Linked DNA regions of Mus musculus: regions 1, 2 and 4 are each linked to region 3. Evidence: chromatin contacts called from public promoter capture Hi-C data. All regions are on one chromosome and are shown on one strand. Each heading gives the region's core, a stretch centred on a gene start, on an enhancer-like site or on the middle of the called end of the contact. The rest is flanking DNA. Distances are from core to core; before and after follow the strand shown. Region 1 holds the start of Hmox1 (heme oxygenase 1). Region 2 has its middle 63 kb from the start of Iqcm. Region 3 holds the start of Nr3c2 (nuclear receptor subfamily 3, group C, member 2). Region 4 holds the start of Tom1 (target of myb1 trafficking protein).

Evidence for each region. Promoter capture Hi-C pulls out the DNA fragments that hold promoters and counts their contacts.
Region 1: a contact with region 3 is called in a promoter capture Hi-C map of hippocampal neurons, with 5 times the contacts expected there. The contact joins the promoter of Hmox1 here to the promoter of Nr3c2 in region 3. A contact is called at or near these places in 3 of 39 promoter capture datasets (hippocampal neurons and liver), 1 of 484 Hi-C or Micro-C datasets (hematopoietic stem and progenitor cells), 2 of 115 datasets of contacts at active chromatin or transcription factors (astrocytes and embryonic stem cells) and 1 of 9 other capture datasets (embryonic stem cells).
Region 2: a promoter capture Hi-C map of liver shows a contact between it and region 3, with 4 times the contacts expected there. The contact joins the enhancer-like site here to the promoter of Nr3c2 in region 3. A contact is called at or near these places in 4 of 39 promoter capture datasets (hippocampal neurons, liver and stem cell-derived epiblast-like cells) and 3 of 115 datasets of contacts at active chromatin or transcription factors (embryonic forebrain, embryonic hindbrain and forebrain).
Region 4: a promoter capture Hi-C map of liver shows a contact between it and region 3, with 6 times the contacts expected there. The contact joins the promoter of Tom1 here to the promoter of Nr3c2 in region 3. A contact is called at or near these places in 3 of 39 promoter capture datasets (hippocampal neurons and liver) and 3 of 115 datasets of contacts at active chromatin or transcription factors (astrocytes, fibro-adipogenic progenitors and pro-B cells).

Annotation. Positions count from the first base shown.
Region 1 is chr8:75,092,196-75,094,895 of GRCm38.p6, reverse strand. It overlaps Hmox1 (heme oxygenase 1), which reads right to left and starts at 1,278. Exons shown (of 5, transcript NM_010442.2): 1 at 1,124-1,278. The coding sequence starts at 1,146.
Region 2 is chr8:75,384,606-75,387,305 of GRCm38.p6, reverse strand. It overlaps the pseudogene Umpk-ps. Among named protein-coding and RNA genes, the nearest start is that of Iqcm, 63 kb to the left of the region's middle. Within about 2 kb of position 1,390, at least 4 of the 459 cell types and tissues checked have an H3K27ac peak or open chromatin away from gene starts, as enhancers often do. A contact at or near this core is called in liver, where this site is marked.
Region 3 is chr8:76,900,860-76,903,667 of GRCm38.p6, reverse strand. It overlaps Nr3c2 (nuclear receptor subfamily 3, group C, member 2), which reads right to left and starts at 1,338. Exons shown (of 9, transcript NM_001083906.2): 1 at 1,128-1,338.
Region 4 is chr8:75,032,400-75,035,107 of GRCm38.p6, reverse strand. Tom1 (target of myb1 trafficking protein) reads right to left here and starts at 1,422. Exons shown (of 15, transcript NM_011622.3): 1 at 1,281-1,422. The coding sequence starts at 1,332.

The DNA of each region.
Region 1 (2,700 bases), core at 29-2,528, 1.8 Mb after region 3:
GTCTGAGAAATGACTCCTTTCAAGTCCTCTGACCTTCACATGTTTAATGTGTCACTCTACATGCACAATAAATAAAATGTAATGAGACACTTTAAATAAAAATATAAAAATAAGGTTGGTGGGCTGGAGAGGTGGCTCAGCGGTCAAGAGCACTGACTGCTCTTCTAAAGGTCCTGTGTTCAATTCCCAGCAACCACATGGTGGGTTCTGACACCTTCATCTGCTGTGTCTGATGACAGCTATAGTGTACTCATATACATTAAATAAATAAATAAATAAATACATAAATATTTTAAAAAAAAACTTTTTTTTAAAAAAAGTATGATTGGGTTTATTAAAAAAAAAAAAAAAAAGAGCTGGGTGGAATGGCACATGCCTCTAATGTCAGCACTAGGGAGGCAGAAGCAGACAGATCTCTGAGTTCTAGGCCAGCCGGATCTACAGAGTGAATTCCAAGACATCCAGGGCTACAAAGAGGAACTCTGTCTCAAAAGTCAAAGAGGAGAAGGAGGAGGAGGAGGAGAAGGAGGAGGAGGAGGAGGAGGAGGAGGAGGAGGAGGAGGAGGAGGAGGAGGAGAAGCCAAGCATGGTGGTGGAGCACGTTCAATCTCAGGAAGCAAAGTGAAGCGAACTGGAGTTCAAGGCCAACTTGATCTACTAGGGAGTTCCAGAGTTCCAGGACTACATAGACCCTGTCTCCAAAACAAAACACACAAAAACCCCTCCTCTCCCCACACACCCCCAAACAAAAAACACCCCAACCTCAGCACCCTCTAGTTCTGCTACTGGCCTCCCTGCATCTTACAAATCGTCTGAGGTTGGAAATTGATAAGTGACCACTCCGCGCCAGCAAAAGACAAGCTCCCCAACCCCCAACCCCAAGAATAGTGAGTACGGGTTCCAGGACTTAGCAGTGCGTTCACCATCCCTCAAACCTGGATACTACAAGACACTCCCAATCGTCACCTCCAGCGTGTCAGAGGAGTGAATCACATTTTCTCCCTCCAGCTTCCCATAGCTACAGGTAGACTGGGCGGTAACTCGTCCCCTGGCCCCGCAGCCTGCATTCCCAGGCAGGATAAGGGACACCGGTCACAGCTCCCTTCCCCACACAGTCGCTTGCCTGTCGGGCTGTGGACGCTCCATCACCGGACTGGGCTAGTTCAGGCTGGTTCTGCTCGATTCAGGCTCCGGGCTATGCTCGAGACGGCTCTGCGCGGGCAGGCTCCACTCACTGGTTGTATGCGGAAACTCTGGAGGCGACTGGAGACCGTGAGCGAGCAGCTGCCCGCGCCAGCCCTTTAAGTACGCGGGTCACGTGGTGGCCGCCCAGCTGAGCCGGCGTTCTCGCTGCTGTTGCAACATCCAGCCCGGAGGCGGGCCCTGCCTGTAAGGGGATAAATCATATGACTCTGGCAAGTCTGTTACAAAAAAAAGGGAGAGAGAGAGAAAAAAAAGAGAAGAGAAGAGAAGAGAAGAGAAGAGAAGAGAAGAGAAGAGAAGAGAAGAGAAGAGAAGAGAAGAGAAGAGAAGAGAAGAGAAGAGAAGAGAAGAGAAGAGAAGAGATCTGAATGAGTTGCCTCTTGGCAGAATTTGGGTCCTTTCCAGAACCCTCTACTCTACTCAGTGACAGGAAGACGGGAGTAGCCCTTCAGGAATCTTGAAGGTTTCAGAACTATAAGACGATCCTAAATGTGAGATGCTGGTGGGCAAACCCAGGGATTGACCCACACTACCTGAGTCTACCTTCCCGGAACTCTTAGGATAGCTGGTTTTTTCAATCCTTTATGTTCACAGTTCTGCTTGGTTTGCTGACACTTGCCTTGATTAACTTTTCCATGGTTTATCCCTATATATCATGGTGGGGACATAGATGGCTCCAGTTTTACAGGTGGGGAATCTGAGCTGGAGGTTGAAGTGTTCTGCCCAGGGTCTCATGGAGTGCAGCACCCGAGTGTTTGGCTGCCTTCTCGGCGCTCTCCTAGAACCTGGTCCACACCATGACTTCCTGATGCCCAGGTACAGAAGACTGTGAAGTCAGGACACATAGCTCTGACACATCTATCACCACAGATACCCACTGCTGCTTAGCAGGGTAAGGCTTGGAATTCACCTTCTGAATTCCTGATGAGCTGGACTCTTCAGTACAGAACAGACATGACACAGACATACTGGGTGGTTCTTCAAAGCCTCCATAGTTTTGTATGTCCTCTTTTGTTGTTGTTAAAAGTATTTACTTCTTAAAATATTTCTTTAAAAAGTATTTACTATTTTCTGGGTAGTGATGGCACATTCCTTTAATTCTAGCACCTAGGAGGCAGAGGCTGGCAGATCTCTGTGAGTTTGGAACCAGTGTGGTCTACAGAGTGAGTTCCAGGACAGCAGAGGTTACACAGAGAAACCCTGTCTGGAGAAGACAACAATGAAAAGAATATTATTTATTTTATGTGTGTGTATAGGCCCATGTATATGTATGCATGCATTCATGCTGGGTGCATATAGGTGCCTGAGAAGGCCAGAAAAGGGCATTGGATCCCCTAGAACTGGGAATTAAGGTGGTAGTGAGCTGCCCATGCTCACAACTGAATTCAAGTCCTCTGTAAGAGCAGAAAGTACTGTCAACCACAGGCCATCTCTCCAGCCTCAAAATGACTTTTGATGTCAACAAAGATTTCATTCTTTTGTTTCTTTGTTTTGTTA
Region 2 (2,700 bases), core at 141-2,640, 1.5 Mb after region 3:
CTGGCTTTCATAATCTCTGGTGAGAAGTCTGGTGTAATTCTGATAGGTCTACCTTTATATGTTACTTGACCTTTTTCCCTTATTGCTTTTAATATTCTATCCTTATTTAGTGCATTTGTTGTTCTGATTATTATGTGTCGGGAGGAATTTCTTTTCTAGTCCAGTCTATTTGGAGTTCTGTAGGCTTCTTGTATGTTCATGGGCGTCTCTTTCTTTAGGTTAGGGAAGTTTTCTTCTATAATTTTGTTGAAGATATTTACTGGCCCTTTAAGTTGACAATCTTCATTCTCATCTATACCTATTATCCTTAGGTTTGTTCTTCTCATTGTGTCCTGGATTTCCTGGATGATTTGGGTTAGGAGCTTTTTGCCTTTTGCATTTTCTTTGACTGTCGTGTCCATGTTCCCTATGGAATCTTCTGCACCTGAGATTCTCTCTTCCATCTCTTGTATTCTGTTGTTGATGCTCACATCTATGATTCCTGATTTCTTTCCTAGGATTTCTGTCTCCAGAGTTGTCTCCTTTTGTGATTTCTTTATTGTTTCTACTTCCATTTTTAGATCCTGAATGGTTTTGTTCAATTCTTTCACCTGTTTGGCTGTGTTTTCCTGTAACTCTTTAAGGGAATTTTGTGTTTCCTCTTTAAGGGCTTCTAGCTATTTACCTGTTTTCCTGTATTTCCTTCTTAAAGTCCCTCATCAACATCATCATGAGAAATGACTTTAGATAATATCTTTCTTTTCTGGTGTGATGGTGTATCCAGGACTTTCTATGGTGGCAGAGTTTTGTTCTGATGATGCCAAGTAACCTTGGTTTCTATTGCTTCTGTTCTTATGCTTGCCTCCTGTCATCTGATTATCTCAAATGCTTGCTGCCCTCAATATATCTAATTGGAGGCTCTCCTTCCTATAATCCCAGTTGATTCAGGACTCCTCAGAGTGCAGCTTTCTCTGTGATCCTGTGATTCCTGACTCCTGTGAACATGAGATTCTGGGTATGTCAGAGTTCTTGGCAGTCAAGCTTCCTCTGAGACCCTGAGATCCTGGTGTGACCAAGCTCTATTATCCTGGGTTCCTGGAATACTAAGATCCTGGGTGTGTTACAGCGCCTGGAAGTTGTGTCTCCTCTGAGGATGGTGGGGCTGTCTGGTATGTTCAAAACCAAGGTGTACCAGTACCGATCAGAAGGAGCCCAAGCTGCTCCTCAGAAAAGGCTCCCGTGTCCTTGCTCCTGCTGTCACAGGCCCGTCACAATTGGTTTGCAACAGATGTTGTGTTCCACTCACCAGTGATCCTAAGATCGCATGGAAAGTCCTCTGGGGACTGTGGGACTTTCCCTGGAGTTCTTGCCCAAGGTGACCCAGAGCTGGCGCTGACTGGAAGGGACTTGTGCCCCTGGTCAGACAGGTTTTTTTGTTTTCCTGCTGCTGGCTCAGTCCTGGCGCGATTGGATTGAACCGATGTTGTGTTCCACTCACCAGTGATCCTAAGATGGTGTGGACAGTCATCTTGCGACTGCAGGACTGTCCGCTGAGTTTGCACCCAAGGTGACCTGGAGCTGGCGCTGACCAGAAGGGCTTTCCACAGATTCTAATCTGTTAAACCCACACAGTATTTTTTATCCTCAGCCATTTCATTTTTTAATATTTTATGTTATTTATTGATTCTTCCTCCAAAGAGGGGTTTTAGTTCAACAAAACCAGCACAGCACTAGCAGAAACCAGCCCCTGAGCTAATCACAGCTCAGCTGCTGTTGTGAGAAACACAGTTGTATTGAACATGAAATGAGAAGTCCCGTGCTTCCATCACGGGAATAGCAAAGGACACTTTTCCAAACACAGCCATCCCGTGGGAGGGAAGACAAAGTTTACAACACAGAAGGGAGCATTTGTGGAGCCAGGAGCTTGAGTTGGGTGTGCAGGAGACTAGCTGGCTTTAGGCAGCCACAGTCACCTGCCTCTGCACTGCAGTGCTCCCTGGCTGGAGAGAGCCTGCCTGGCATGCTAGCCATGAACTGTACCCAAGTGACTTGTACACAGTCAGCCCCCTGGTTCAAGGCTTCCTGCAGAATTGGGAGACACTGTTTTAGCCACAAGAGACCTGATGGCCCACTCCCAGATGGGATCTACCCAAGATCCAGGCCCCGAGATAGAGTCATGTGGGTAGTCCTTAGGTTTCCTGCCTCAGGCTCCTTAAACTGGACCATAGCCAAGTGGTAGGTTGTAAAACTAGGTTCAGAGGTCACAAACTGCCTGCCACAAAACAAACAAAGGTATCGAACATCTCTGCAAACTTTACTTCTGCAACATGGACACAAGCCACACCATACGGGGAAGGACTTCTGTTTGGCTCACTGTCAACACCAGACCAGCCAGAGCCCGAGCTGTTTCCTGTTGCCCCATAATATGTGTCCTGCATCCCCTGGGGAAGCTGGCACCATGGGCTTACTATGCTGTTTGGGACAGTGACCCAGAGACCTGTGGCCTCCTCCAATGAAAGGAAACAGAGGACCCCAGAATGCTCTGTCAGCATGAGTCTGCCCTCCATGCAAGGAAGGCTTTGGTCTCGATGCTACCTTAGATCCCACTGAGAGGGATCCCTGACTGTGCTTTTAGGAGCTAGTGGTCTCCCCAGGCCCTTAATCATGGGTCTGTAGGGAACCTATATATGCTGGTCCTCAATGGGATCTGCTGCTAGACTC
Region 3 (2,808 bases), core at 89-2,588:
AAGAGAGTGGGAGAACCAGTTAGAGCCAAGCACACATGAGTTCTGCTCACTGGCTTGACCCAATGAGCCGCATCAGCTTGCTCTCTCTCTCTCTCTCTCTCTCTCTCTCTCTCTCTCTCTCTCTCTCTCTCTCTCTCTCCTCTCACCTGCCCTCTTCCTTTAAGGAAAAAGCTTTCCATAAAAGAAAAAGCTTTGCTTTAGCTTTAGTCTCTCCTAAACTCCCGAAAGTATTTCATGACACAAATGGTAGGTAGCATGCCATGATGTCAAACGTGGAATTAAAGCTCCAAGGGAGGACTACATAGATGGAGAATGCTGTTATCACTACTATGTAAATATCACCAATAACAGTACCTACAGAGTGAAGACCCGCGATGTTAAGATGCAGCTTGGTGTCTTTAAAACTCAGCGGCTTTAATAACTCTTCTGCTAGCAAAAGTTTTCCGAACTACGATATGATAAATAAATAAAGCAGATGGTATGATGAAGCATTATGATTTAAACCTCGTCTTTTAAAAATTCAGCAGGAAAAGTCATGTACCTAAAACCCATCTGGAAAAGGATGCCACCCAAAGTAGCTTCATCCCTTGTCTGTCCCTGTCCTAAGAATCCCCTAGAGTTTCCCCAAATATAAAGGAACTGGGAACGCAAGATTTTCCAGACCTCGTTCATACAAGATCTATGGTGATCTAGCTCCTTCAACTGCCCTTATCGGCTACACCTCCCACTCAGACTGGGGAGCTTCCGCAATTGATAGATGAAAGAAACATTATTCAAACGTCCTTTAAAATTTGCAAGAGCCAAACGATCTGAAATTCATTTTTGGGGAAAGGGGAGGGTGGTAGACCGCCCACTGCCAAAGGCGGTTAAAAGCCGCTCTTTAGAGGGCATTTATCCAAAGTGGCCAAACTTTCCCAAAATAGTCCTCAGCCAGCCGGGGGTGGGGGGGGGTGGGGGTGGGGAGGGTGTGGGGGATGAAAAACCAAAACAAAACAACAAGCACACAGAACCATACTGACTGTGCCTCCGGATTACGCAGCGGCTTCTCCCTGCAAAGTGCAAGCCACCCTTGCCACAGTCGCACACCGGGCTGGACCAGAGACGCCCCACTGCGCACCCCTACACACCTGCCTTGGCCAGGGTCGTCCTCTCGCCGTCTACCTGTTGCAGTGCTTGCCACCTCCACGACACCCCTGCTGCGGAGCCCCCCTACATCCAACCACATCCAGGCCAGCAAGTGCCGCTCTCCCTGCAGCGGGAGAGCCCAAGACAGCAGCGCTTGGCGCCCAGGTGACTTGCACAAGCTTCCTCTGAGCAGCCTGAAGTTGGCTCTCTTCTCCCGGGCCCAATGACACCCCGGGTGCGCAGGAGCTGAGGGGAGGGGTCAGGGGCAGGGCCGGGGCGGGCCAAGAGGAGGGGGCGGGCGAAAGCCCCGAGGGGGGAGTGGAAAGCCGGCCCTTTTAAACCGGGTCACATGTCCAGAAAGTTCAGGTCGCTGTCCCGCCCGCTGGAGCCATTTCCATTGGCCAAGGGGGAAACAAGGCTCCACGCTGTGCGGGCCAGGCGCGCTTCTCATTGGGCAACAGGGGCTGTCAGTCACCAGGCGGGCGACATGACTGATACAAAGTTGCTGCGACACAGCCTGGACTCCGCAGCTTCCTTAAAGCCGCAGAGGCGGCGAGTTCTCCTGGTTCCCGGAGGTGGCCCCGACCGGGCAACCCCTGCACACGCTACCCTTTAGCCCACTCTGCTCCTTCGCCCCAAACTTCTCACCTACACAACTGTCGCCCCCCCCCCACCCTCCCTGGCGACCACAGCAATCTGGAGAGAAGGGGAAAGCATGGTGACGCTAGAGCAGCCTAGATGGTGAGCCCTTGCTCTCTCCACCTGCAGCGCCAGGTGAGCCACAGCGGTGCACACCCGGCGCCTCCCACAGCGTCCTCAGGCCTAGGACTGCTCGGGTGGGTGTCCCCGGGACCCCTGAAGCTCTGCTCCCGCCCCCTCCCGTTCTCAGAGTTACCTTCCCGCCGAGCAGCCTTAATCTCCGCTGTCGGAGAGACAGAGGATCTCGTTCCCACTCGATTTCAGTTTCCTTGTGTTAACCACGCAGGAAAAGCGGGTGCTTTCAGTGCAGCCAAACCCCTTTAAACACAGCCTTCCTTCCACCCCACCCCCTGCCAAAAAAAAAAAAAAAAGTGCCAGGGTCAAGAGCTGAGGCGCCTGATAATTTTGTTACTGTACTTATACTACTTTAGTCCTGGATTTTTCCACTAGTTCAATATGCAAGAAAGCTTACTATCTCGAGGATATTCACTTTATAATGTGTGAAAGGGGTGCACATAATTGGGGCAGGTATACTGGATGAGGGGAGACACTAAAACTATTTTTTAAGGATCGTTTGTCTGCGCGAAGAAATTTCGACCCCTTTCCTTCGCCCAACCCTGATTTCCCTCCCATCCACCCAAGCACTGCACTTGCTAAGCCGAAAGATGGACTCCTTAACTTTAATTTCTAAGGACTTTTAGACTGGTTTGAGGCTCGTCTTTGGACTCCCCTGCTGGCTGGGAGTCAGCACCAGTGATATACACACCTAAATCTGGTCCCCTGGCCCTTGGCGACCCGCAGGCCGCCGGCGGCAGCTGTGCAGCTTCAGGCTCACCCTCACTCGCCAGGAGCTGAAGCCCCAGAAGGAGGAGGGCATCTTGTGCCCAAAGGCCCCTCCTTTCCTTACAGTTAGTTAAACCTCAGGATCCCGGATCCCAAGCCCAAGGAGACTGGAAGTCTCAGTCACTCCAGCAGGACACTCCC
Region 4 (2,708 bases), core at 173-2,672, 1.9 Mb after region 3:
GAACCCTACACCTGCCCATCTGAGTCTTGGATAGGTCTGACATGAACCCCAAGGCAGAAAGGGTCCAGCAGTGAGATTTAGTCAGTGTTCTGAGGTACTGATGTAGCAGTACTCTTAATCAGAAGTATTTCTTGCCCAAGGCAGGCAACTTTCAGGGCAGGAGAGATGCTGAGCTTTGAACTGACAGGCAGTTTAAAAGACTGAACCCAAAAGACTTTATCCAAAAAGTCTCAGGACTTTGAGGCTGGCTTTGAAGGCCAGACTAATTTGCCTGTTTTACATAGGAAATCTGCGAAGAAGACTGCCTTCTCTTTCCAGGTCTCAAACAACGATTTATGGTGAAGCACCTGGGCTTCAGGCATCAGAGCTCCCTTGCAGAGAACTGATGAGAACCTCAAAAGAGCTACTAACAGCTGCAGTGTTGGTTACAACACAGAGCTGGGTTAACAGTTTCAGGGGAAGCCTTAGCTTTCAGATTCGGCCTTCCCAATTTCACAATGCCGTCGGGACCCTTCAGGTAAGGGGGTATGGATGTCACGCCCAGACCACCCATTCCTGGGGAAACGTCGCCGCCTGGCCTTTGCCCGAGAGTAGGTGCTGGGAGCCGGCACCTTCCCATGGGCTCCAGCCCCAGTAGGTGGTAACACGTTGACAATGACAGGCGTTAGCCATGTGCCAGGAAACATCCTCAGTGCTATCTTATTAATGCATTTAATGATCAAACAAGTCCAGGAAGGCTGGGCCATGACCCTTTAACTATGGGCGAGGACCATCACGGGGGCGACGTCACATAAACCCGAGACTCCCGACCATGGGGACAGAGGCGCGGCCGAACCTAGACACCCCGGCGTCTCGGAATGTGAAGAGTCGGTGACGCGGCGAATGATCAAGACGCCGCCAGCCCGGGAGGGGCTCTTAGTCTGCGCGCGCCCGGTGGTGGCGCGGCCCAACGCCTTCTCATCACAGCAGTCCCTTTAACCCAAACTTTCTCCCTCTACTCGGACCCCAGCACGCACACATTGGCTGAACCACATCCGCCCAGGACCGCCTCCTTCCACTGCCTATTGGCTACATCAAGCATCAATCCCCATATAAGACTTCCGATTGGCCCGTGTTCTTGTCAATCAGGTGGGTCATAGGGTGGGCGGAGCCCAGAGCGCCGCGCCAGCCTCACCGCCTAGCCTCCCTCCTGTCTGCCAGACTGCGGACTCCGACAGGTCCCAGGGCCAAGGCCAGAGCGGCACACAGGGGCGGGACTGCGCGCGGCTCCGGGGACTCACCGATCCGTTGTCCCACCGGAGAGCTGAACGGATTTCCCAGGAGAAAGTCCATTGCCGCGGCTACCGCTGCCACCAGCTCCCAGAATCAGGTGACAGCAACCGCCGGCGCCGCCGACCCGCCACGTGACCCGTTGGCCAGCCCGCGGGGTGGTGCCGGCAGGCGGGGGCTCTGGAGCGCAGCCACGAGGCCCCGCCCCCTACTAGGCTGCCCCTGGGCCGTGGCTGACGCCACACCAGGGCGGGGCCTGGGAGGGCCGGCTTCTAAGCCACGCCCCTGAAGCTTCAGTGCGCGCCACTGTGGAGCCTGGAAGTCTTGACATCCTGAAACTGGGTCTCTGGCCAGGGAAAGACCTGGGTCAGGTTACGCATACTCAGACAGGTATTAGTATTAGTGTCTTAGCCTTTAGTCCTGGGGACCAAGCCCTGAGGATGACAGCCTCCTTGCCCAAGTCGGACTCGAAATTTCCATTTGATGTCTCCCCGCTCCAAGAGCCAGAGGAGGCAAGGGCCTGGGTTTTTGCTCTCTTGAGACAGAGAATGAACTGCCTGTCCTGTGGCAAATGCTTTCACCTCATAAGCCACCTCATCTGCCTTGGCTCTCACCTGGCAAACCGGAAAAGTGCTTTTTCCTTATCTGTTCCCCTCAGCTGTAAATATCCATAATGTAATGCTTTCAGAGTATTGAGGTGACATGAAAATCACTCATAAGGCATTCCGTAATGGTTGCTTCCTCCTTGCTGTATCTTTGTAAGGCATTATGTTTTAAACTTTTAAATTTTTTTTTAACTCTATATGTGTGTGTTCCATGGTGCATACAGAGAGGTCAGAAGAAAACGTGGAGGAATCGATTCTCTCACCACATTTAATCTGAGATTAAACAAGTACTGTGGGCCATCACACTTCCTCCTCCATTTTGGCAGGGCTCATACCTAGGACTTTGCCACACTGAAACCCGGTGCTGCAGTCCCCCCCACCCCCCCTTTTTTTTTGACAATATCCCTTGTCTGGCCTCAAACTCAGATCCCTGGGGTGTTGGAATTGGAGAAGTATGTGCATCATAGCATGCAGCCTTATTATTATTATTATTTTTTTTTTGCTACTTATGACTTTTAACATTTTGTTTTTCCATTAACTTTTTCCTTAACCATGAAAGGTCAAATTTCCATATTTCAATGTTCACAGTATTAGCACATATTCACTTCAGGCCATGTGGCTGTTGACTCAGAGACAAGGAGGTGACATCACATTTTTTTTTTATTTAAAATAGACAAGACTCTGGAAAGCTCCTGGGATATGAACTGTCTGTTTTTTGGCATAGAATTTTCATGCAACTCTGACAAAAGATTGATGGATACTTTTTGATTTAGGCCAATAGCAATATTTTAAATGGTTTCATTTGCTATGCCACAACTATCATATTCTCTCCTT